Regions from separate parts of the Zea mays genome. Here region 2 is linked to region 1. The links are chromatin contacts, called in public Hi-C maps. All regions are on one chromosome and are shown on one strand. Each heading gives the region's core, a stretch centred on a gene start, on an enhancer-like site or on the middle of the called end of the contact. The rest is flanking DNA. Distances are from core to core; before and after follow the strand shown. Region 1 holds the start of LOC100282701 (anther-specific proline-rich protein APG). Region 2 holds the start of LOC100381712.

The links. A called contact is a pair of places that touch in the nucleus more often than the background predicts.
Region 2: a Hi-C map of bundle sheath shows a contact between it and region 1, with 2.0 times the contacts expected there. The contact joins the promoter of LOC100381712 here to the promoter of LOC100282701 in region 1. A contact is called at or near these places in 2 of 25 Hi-C or Micro-C datasets (bundle sheath and tassel).

The regions. Positions count from the first base shown.
Region 1 is chr3:202,683,368-202,688,180 of Zm-B73-REFERENCE-NAM-5.0, forward strand. LOC100282701 (anther-specific proline-rich protein APG) reads left to right here and starts at 1,616. Exons shown (of 4, transcript NM_001155608.1): 1 at 1,616-2,055; 2 at 2,562-2,686; 3 at 2,823-3,321; 4 at 3,432-3,827. The coding sequence starts at 1,794. The coding sequence ends at 3,655.
Region 2 is chr3:202,845,358-202,849,762 of Zm-B73-REFERENCE-NAM-5.0, forward strand. It overlaps LOC100381712, which reads left to right and starts at 2,879. Exons shown (of 6, transcript NM_001361525.1): 1 at 2,879-3,339; 2 at 3,499-3,737; 3 at 3,874-4,069. The coding sequence starts at 3,052.

The sequences.
Region 1 (4,813 bases), core at 366-2,865:
CCCCCCTTCGTGCTCCGTCTCGCGCCGACCCATCTGGGCTGGGGCACGCGGCGACAATTTACTCGTCGGTCCAGTGACCCCCGGGGTCGAAACGCCGACACCTATAATAGTGTTTTATACGATTGTTTGCATAGCGCCGGCTGGAGCAAGACGAATTTAGCTAGGTTTGTCGGGGTCAACCGACTCCGATAAAATTTATAAAACCTTTAGCAAAACACTATTAAAGCTCAAGAAAATTTATATCATATAACAAAGTTAACACTGCTACTGCTGACTTCGATAATATTTTCGGTCAGATTGGCAACTGAAATCACGCGGGGATCCATCCATTGTCCATGCATTAGGCATGGGCGGCAGCGAGAGAGGCGCTTGCACACTTACTGCTGTCTGAACGCTCGCGCGCTAGAACCTGGAAGACTCTCACGCGACGTGCTATACGCTACACGCCTAGTAGACGCATGCACTCGTAGTTGCAGCGAGCTTCGTGTGGTCCATAACTTGTGGCTCGTGACTTGCTAACAACTGTAGCCGTCTACGTACCCGATCACCGTTCTTTTATTTGCACGCGTCGGGAATCCCCCTACGACACGAAGCAATGTACAACCCAGATGCCTTGTTGCGGTTCAGAAAGCACTACGTTCATACAATTTAATATATATAATAATTTCGGTATCTTATTCAATAGAACCAATTAAGAGAACCACGTTAAAGATGTTTTGTCATCAAGATACATACTTATTTTTTTTTTTTTGCAATTATTCGCTTACCTTTAAGATTCGGGTCATATTAATATGGATTCTACCCAACATTAATTATTTATTCACATCGTTTGCGCTAGCTAATAACTGGCGTGACGGATCAGCTCGAAGCCTTCGATGCGAGCCAGCCAGCCAACCAACGCCGGTTAGTTGATCGTGTCCTCGTCGTCACCGCATTGAATGCCACAAACGCTATCGCCAGCCGCTCTTTTGGATCGCGCGGGAGCTTTCCATGCCCGCCGCCCTGCAGGCTGCAGCTGGAAGCCTGGACATTTACTATCAAGTGATCTCTACCAAGACGGTGCAATAAAATCTCCTAGAACAAGAGAGGGAGTCAAATCCGCGTAAACCAATGCAAGGGTGGTGCGCAGGGCCCCGCGGGCAGGCGGTGGCATGAAGTTTCCGTTTGCTTGCATGTGGAGTGTCTCCGGGGCCGGTCCGGACGCCGCGTGCTGGCTGGCCTGTCTTTTCCCGTGACCCCATCCGTTTCCAAGCCACTCCAACCCAGGGAGGGAGCACACGTACGCGCCCCGGAGGGAGTGGCGACAGTACGGATGGCATCCGTGAACAAACAAAATATTGCCATTATTCACCAATCACATGCTAATAATAAGCTCATACAGTCATTCACTGGAACTGGAAGTACACACACCGATCGATCGACATTCTGACCTCCACATGCATGGTAAAACCAACCAACCCCAGTCGACTGTCGTCGCAGACCGGCCGGCAGCTAGATCTCGTCGCTAGGAATCAATCAGCACAACCCCAACCTAACCGTGACTGCTCCTCCAACCATGCACGCGCACATGCAGAGGGTCGCCAATATGAATGCTGATCTAGTGCTTCTAGCAAGTAGGAGTAGTAGCAACCAAGCTACCCTATCTATAAGTACTACGGCTCGAATGTGTCGGCCGACGGCAATCACCATTACATTTGATCCGCCGCGCGCGGCCCGATCGACGAGCGAGAGCCTCATTCACACCCCGATCTAGCTAGCTAGCTAGTTTACGAAAAAAAAATCTGGCCACAGGGATGCGGTGGCGGCTGCAGCCGGCGCCGGCGCCGACGCTGCTCCTCGTCCTGCTGGTGGCCACCGTCGCCGCCGTCGTCGTGGTGGTGCGGGCGGAGCCCCAGGTGCCGTGCTACTTCGTGTTCGGGGACTCGCTCGTGGACAACGGCAACAACAACGACATCGCGTCGCTGGCGCGGGCCAACTACCCGCCCTACGGCATCGACTTCGCCGCCGGCCCCACCGGCCGTTTCAGCAATGGCCTCACCACCGTCGACGCTATATGTAAGCCCATCGTACTGCATATATATATCGATCGAGCTGGGTTTTTTTTTGTTTATTTGTCACAACTCCATCAATATAGCTCCATGCATACGTTGTCATTTTTGCTACCATATAAAGCTTCTAGAATCATAAAGCTGGATGAGATGGGACGAAGCTGAAAACACTAGTTTTTCACGCATCTTCAACTAGGCTTTGTGATCGCTGTGTAGAATTAAGTGTGAAATCACATTTTTTTTTTCTAAAAAAAATACATTGCATACAGAGTTATTTTTGCCAAATGCATGGTTGGACGACAACACGGTTTAGGTTTTTTTAGCCCACCTGTTTAAGGGCTAAAGTTTAGTAACCAAGTCTATGCGAACGAGGTCGAAGCAACATATCCGTCCATTCAGATGTCGTTGTCAATGCCAATGTTAGTTCCATGCATGATGGCGTACGTACGTGCGCGACATGTCCCTTGACGCGCGCGCATCATGTATTGGTGTACTCATGTGTTGTTTTTTCAGCTCGGCTTCTGGGCTTCGACGATTACATCCCCGCGTACGCTGGCGCGAGCGGCGATCAGCTCCTCACCGGCGTCAACTTCGCTTCCGCCGCAGCCGGGATCCGTGACGAGACCGGCCAGCAACTGGTACTCACAATTAAGCATGCATGTGTTTCCATCGTAGTAGTACGTGATCCAAGGCTCCTAGCTAGCTCGTGAGCCGTGAAAGATCAGTAAGCCTACCCTGACGGCTGACGCACACGGACCACGCGCGCCATGGCAGGGGCAACGGATCAGCTTCGGCGGGCAGCTCCAGAACTACCAGGCGGCGGTGCAGCAGCTGGTGAGCATCCTGGGCGACGAGGACTCCGCGGCCAGCCACCTGAGCCAGTGCATCTTCACGGTGGGCATGGGCAGCAACGACTACCTCAACAACTACTTCATGCCGGCGGTCTACTCCACCAGCCAGCAGTACACGCCGGAGCAGTACGCCGACGTGCTCATCAACCAGTACTCGCAGCAGCTCCGGACCCTGTACAGCTACGGGGCCAGGAAGGTGGCGCTCATGGGCGTGGGGCAGGTCGGGTGCAGCCCCAACGAGCTGGCGCAGCGCAGCACCGACGGCACCACCTGCGTGCCGCAGATCAACGGCGCCATCGACATCTTCAACCGGAAGCTCGTCGCCCTCGTCGACCAGTTCAACGCGCTGCCGGGGGCGCACTTCACCTACATAAACGTGTATGGGATCTTCCAGGACATCCTGAGAGCCCCAGGGTCGCACGGTATGTACACACACGTCAGTCACCAAACCCAAATATTAGCTGCCTTGTTCAGTATGACAGTTTATCCCATCCTGATCGATCGAGCTATGTATGGGTTTGTGTTTGTGCAGGTCTGACGGTGACGAACCAAGGGTGCTGCGGCGTCGGACGGAATAACGGGCAGGTGACGTGCTTGCCGTTCCAGACGCCGTGCGCCAACAGGAACGAGTACCTCTTCTGGGACGCTTTCCACCCCACGGAGGCGGCCAACATCCTCGTCGGTCGGAGGGCGTACAGCGCGGCGCTGCCGTCCGACGTCCACCCCATGGATCTGCGCACGCTCGCCAGGATCTAGCTGTATGGATCATGTGAACTCGTGAAGAGAAGCAAAGCTTACAGCGTCTTCCTTTTTTTTGTTCTTTGTTTCCCCTCGTGATTGTATTGCTTACCACTCGCAAAGGGACGTATGGTCCCTCCATCTAAACTATATATATAAACATGATATATACTCCCTCGCTCCCGCCCAATATATATACTGTTCGTTGTACCTTTAAAATTATGTGTCCATATTCAAATAGATGACAATACATCTAGACACGTATATAAATTAAAACACATACATCAAATATTGTATGAATTTATTAACACTCTAAAACGAATCCTATTTTAGGACCGAGTGAGTGCCAACAACATACTTCTCCTATCACGTTCTTTTTTGCTCGGACCAAGCATGGTCACTAGTAGAAAAGAGGGTGAGGTTTAATTTTTACATGCGGTATCAGTAATCAAGCGTCAATGTTACTTTTAGTGGCGTTTTTTAACAAAACCGTCTATAAAAAATCATAATTCTGCAAACAGTTTCCCACTAGAAGTCCATGTTTTGACATGCAGTTTTTTTAAGAAACTGTGACTAAAAATCGTTTTATCCCTTTTTTGAGTTTTTCAAATGGCCTCGTTTGAAAAAACCATCAACATAAAAGTTATATATCTCTAAAAGTTATGAAACTTTGTAGTTGACAACTTCTTTATTTGAAACCATTTTGACTCTCAAAAGTTGCATCTAAATTTGTTAGATTTAAAATGCAAATTTTGTCAACGAACTTGGATGAGAAAAATACCAAAATAAACTTGTAAGTTGACAACCTTTTCGTTTGATTTCGTTTACAACCTCATATAGTCAATTTATACTTGGATTGTTCTAATTGTGGGCAAAAATACTGCAATATAGACATGGAGTAAGTGATATAGACATGGAGTAAGTGATAGACGAAGTGGTAGAGGTTGAGGTTTGTGGGTTCGATTTCCACGGCCGCGTAGCCACGATTTTTATGCGAAAAATGCCGTAACTTGCGGGCTTGGGTGAGGCCTCCCCTAAAATAAATAATATTTTTAAACCCATTCCTAAAAAATATTTTCACTAGCGGTTTTATTATCTCGGCCGCTCATGTAAATCGATTTCCACTTGCGGTTGCAATTACCCGCCTATACAAATAATTATTTCTACTGGCCCCTA
Region 2 (4,405 bases), core at 1,629-4,128, 160 kb after region 1:
CTCGCACCGATCCGACCTTGTGTCGATCTGCTTCACTGGTCGTTCTTCCCCAGACCCACGAAGGGATGATCTTACGAATTATTGGGCCCTCAGGCCTTTCGTGAGGTCTTTTATCCTTCCAGTGGGCCCGGGGATATCTATCCCCCACAGTATTTGAGTCATAACCAAGTAAAAACCCTTCAATAGCTTTGGGAGCAAACTTTGAATGCCTACCTTTCTTTACCAAGATGTAGCATATGCTTCCAAATACACGAAACTAAGAAACATTGGGTTTGTTACCAGTGAGTAGCTCATATGTTGTCTTCTTGAGGAGGCGATGAAGATAGAGACGGTTTATGGCATGGCAAGACATATTTACGGCTTCCAACCAAAACTGTTCCGGCGTCTTCTATTCTCCCAACATCGTCCTTGCCATGTCAATGAGCGTCCTGTTCTTCCTCTCCACTACACCATTTTGTTGTGGTGTGTAGGGAGCGAAGAACTCATGCTTGATGCCTCCCTCCTCAAGATATTCCTCCACTTGAAGATTTTTGAACTCAAATCCATTATCGCTTCTTATCTTCTTTACTTTTAGCTCAAACTCATTTTGAGCCCATCTTAGGAAGAGCTTCAGAATTTCTTGGGTTTCAGATTTATCCTGTAAAAAGAATACCCAAGTGAAGCAGGAATAGTCATCAGCAATTACTAGACCATACTTACTTCTATCAATGCTAAGGTAAGCAATGGGCCCAAAGAGATCCATGTGGAGAAGCTCCAATGGTTTTGATGTCATGATCACATTCTTGCTTGAATGACTTGTTCCCACCTATTTTCCCGCTTGACATGCTGCACAAGGTCTGTCTTTCTCAAAATAGACATCAATTAGTCCTAACACATGTTCTCCCTTTAGAAGTTTATGAAGGTTCTTCATTGCAACATGTGCTAGACGGCGATGCCAAAGCTAGCCCATGTTGGTCTTAGCAAGTAAACATGTATCTAGATCGTTATTTTCTTTAGTAAAATCTACTAAATAAAGTTTGCCATCAGATACAAGCCAATACACCAGGGGCTCACCGGACTATCCGGTAGCGCACCGGACTGTCCGGTGTGAATTATAGCGAACATGCCATCTTCGGGGTTTTTGGAGAATGGATCACCAGAAAGTTCGATGCCGCACCGGACCATATGACAAGGGACCAACGGCTACCTGCAAATTCAGAACGGTCATTTGCCAGTGCCACTGTTCACTATTCAGTGGCGCACTAGATATGTACTGTTCACGGTCCCGTGCACCACCCGACTATGTAGATTTTCCAACTTTTCACCAACGACCATTTTGGTTGTTGGGGGCTATAAATATCCCCTATCCAGCACATTGAATACACAAGAGCTACACCAAAGTGATACACATCAAGTGCAATAACTCCTACACCTCCAAAGTCACACAAGCTCGCATTCGATCGATTTGAGAGATTAGAGACTTAGCCCTTGTGCTATTGAGTGTTGCAACCTCTTGTGTTCTTGATTTGAGCTTTTGCATTCTCACTCGCATTCTCATTCTCTTGATTGTAAAGCGAGACAAGAGACTCTCAATACTTTGTATAGAAATCCTTGCGGGACTTAGTGTCACTGTGATAGTGAAGCAAGCTCAACCGATCTCTGTGACCATTTGAGAGAGGGAAATAGTTGAAAGAAACTTGTCCTTAGTGGACTCCTCAATGGGGATGTAAACTCTTTGGAGTTGAACCTCGGGAAACAAATCGCTGTAACTTTGTGTTGATCACTCTTGGCGATTTGATTCTTCCTCTCCCTCTCTCTAGTTCTCTTGCTTGTAATTATTTTAAGTTGGGTCCCAAAATTATCCGCATTGATTAAGCAACTCATAGCAAGAACTTATCTACTGCACTCCGATTTCATTAATATTCGTTCTAACCCTAACATCGGGAAAATTTTGTGTTCAAAGTTTATAATTTTCAGGTTTCGGCTATTCACCCCTTAAGGCGACTCTCAGCTATATATACCCCTTTGCTAGTCATTTGAGAGGTGTGGGGTTTGAGGAACATATTTAGTGAGTTAAGACTCATTCATATTAGCACTAGATATCTAAGTGCTTAAAGAATCACTCGGTTATTAGTATATGTACTTTGTGGATTTCCTATGTTAGTTAGACCACTACTTATACTGCTTGCTCTAGGTTTAGGTCTAGTATTTAGTGAGGTTTGCATACGTTAAATCAAGGTCTCGACCAAATCAAATATATAAATCAAATATACATGGAACCTCTCTAAATTCTCATGTCTCCTTGCATATTTACTATTAGTTCTGGGTCTTGTAATGTATCCCGTAAATTGAGTGTCGAAATAATCCTCGACAACGATATTCTATTTTTTTACATAGAGTCAATTAAAGAAAGATGAATTGATCACTATTTAGTTTTTTTATTGAATGACCACCGTATATGTACACTGTAACATTAAATTTCTAGAATTACTCGACAAGTGCCACACGATATTTTTTCTTTTCTTTTATTATTAGTCTCTCCTTTTGAAAATCTTACAATGCGTGAGATATTCCACCAGATACCGAAACAAAGTCAACCTACTATTCAAAACCATGCATTCCATCAAGAGAGAACAAGCCACCTTTCAAACATACACAGCATGACAACATTGAAAGCGTGCTTTGAAATATGTGGCTAAGCATGACAACGTTGAAAGTCATTAACAACAGCAAATCGCCGAGCAAGATGTCCCTTACATAAAACTAATCGCACCACGAAATTAAGAAGAGAAATGAATAAATGTAGAAAAAGAAAAGCCAGTCAAACCCAACCACCTCAGCTCAGCATCGAGGTCGCCTTCCCCTCCTCCAGTTGTCCCCAGAAACCGTGTCCCCTACTCTCTCTCTCTCTCTCTATCTCTCTTCTCCCCTCGATCAACAGCAACAGCGGCGGTCAGAAGCTTCCGTCGCGACAGCTCCCGACCTCCTGCCGGTCTTCCCCTCTCCTAGTCGGCGCGAATCCCGAGGCGGAGGAGGAAGAGGGGAGCGGAGTGGGGGTGGGCCCCATCAGCCATGAGTCTCACGGGGTCCGCCCTGGAGGCGGCGCTACAGGCGGTGGGGCGCGGCCTCGACGCAGCTGGAGACCACCGGCTGCTCTACTGCAAGGGAGGTGGAAGGCTCGTCGCGCTCGAGGAGGACCGTGCGCGGGACCTCCCGCTCCCCGACGGCGGCGTCCTCCCGAGCGTGCCCCCCGATGTCGAGGTCGAGCAGTGCCGCAGAGACCCCGAGCGCATCCGCCCCTTCCCCTCTGGCCCAAGCTCTGCCGCAGCGGATGGGCCCTTTGTCTGCAGCTTCGATAAGGTGAGCTCGGTTGCTTCGTCCCGACTGGAAACTTCCCATCCGATGGTGTGCCGCGTTCTGTTCTGTTTGCTCTGCACTTGTGATGCGAATCCTAGTCGATATCCTATGCTCCGCGGCCGTTTACTTCGTGTTATGTGACTCTGGTGCCCTTGTTGACAGATGGCTGAGTATTTCAACAGGAAGTCATGCTTGTCCGAGACAGTACCGCTGGGTTCCTTCAACTCTCTGTTCAGCTTCACCGGTTCATGGAAGAATGATGCTGCGGCTACGAAGGCCCTTGCGATTGATGGCTATTCTCTGCCTCTGTTTCGAGTGAAAATTAGGAGTTCTGAACTGACGCTGCTTGAGAGCGTTAAGCACGCGATCCCAAATGTTTGGGATCCATCAGCATTGGCTAGGTCAGTAGGTAATCTTCTTATTTGATACTGTTATCAGGATCCATTTCTGATCAGTCCCATTCTGTACAACTCTTAGCCTAGTACTTTACACACCCTATTATCTGAAGCCTGAAGGTCTTGTTTCACTTGTCTGCAGCTTTATTGAGAATTACGGTACCCATATTATTATTTCTGTTACGGTTGGTGGTAAGGACGAAGTATACATTAAGCAGCATTCATCGTCCCAATTGTCAGGGTTAGAGTTCAAAAATTATGTGAGGGAAATTGGGAGGGAAAGATTCTCAGATGTGGAAAACAAGTCAAATGCAACTCCTATCAATTACAGCGAGAAGGTTAGCAAACTCCTTACTGCTTTCTTTATCTAAGTTCACTAGAGGTGTTTTGGCTACATTATTTGGTTTGCCTGAATTGTTATACAACTGTTTGTTTACAAAGGATAGTTTGTGCATGATTGATTACTTTTTATGAGCACTTGATGCATCTCTAAAAAATGTGTTAGCTGCTGTAAATAAACAGTCACAATCAGTTTTTTATTGGAAAACTGTGGGGGAGTTCGCCACAACACATCATTTTTTTAATAAAAACAGAGTACAACATATGTACAAAAGAAAAGAAAACTTCGATTACACAAGAGACTAGCCATTGGAAAACAGAAGGGTCACGATCCT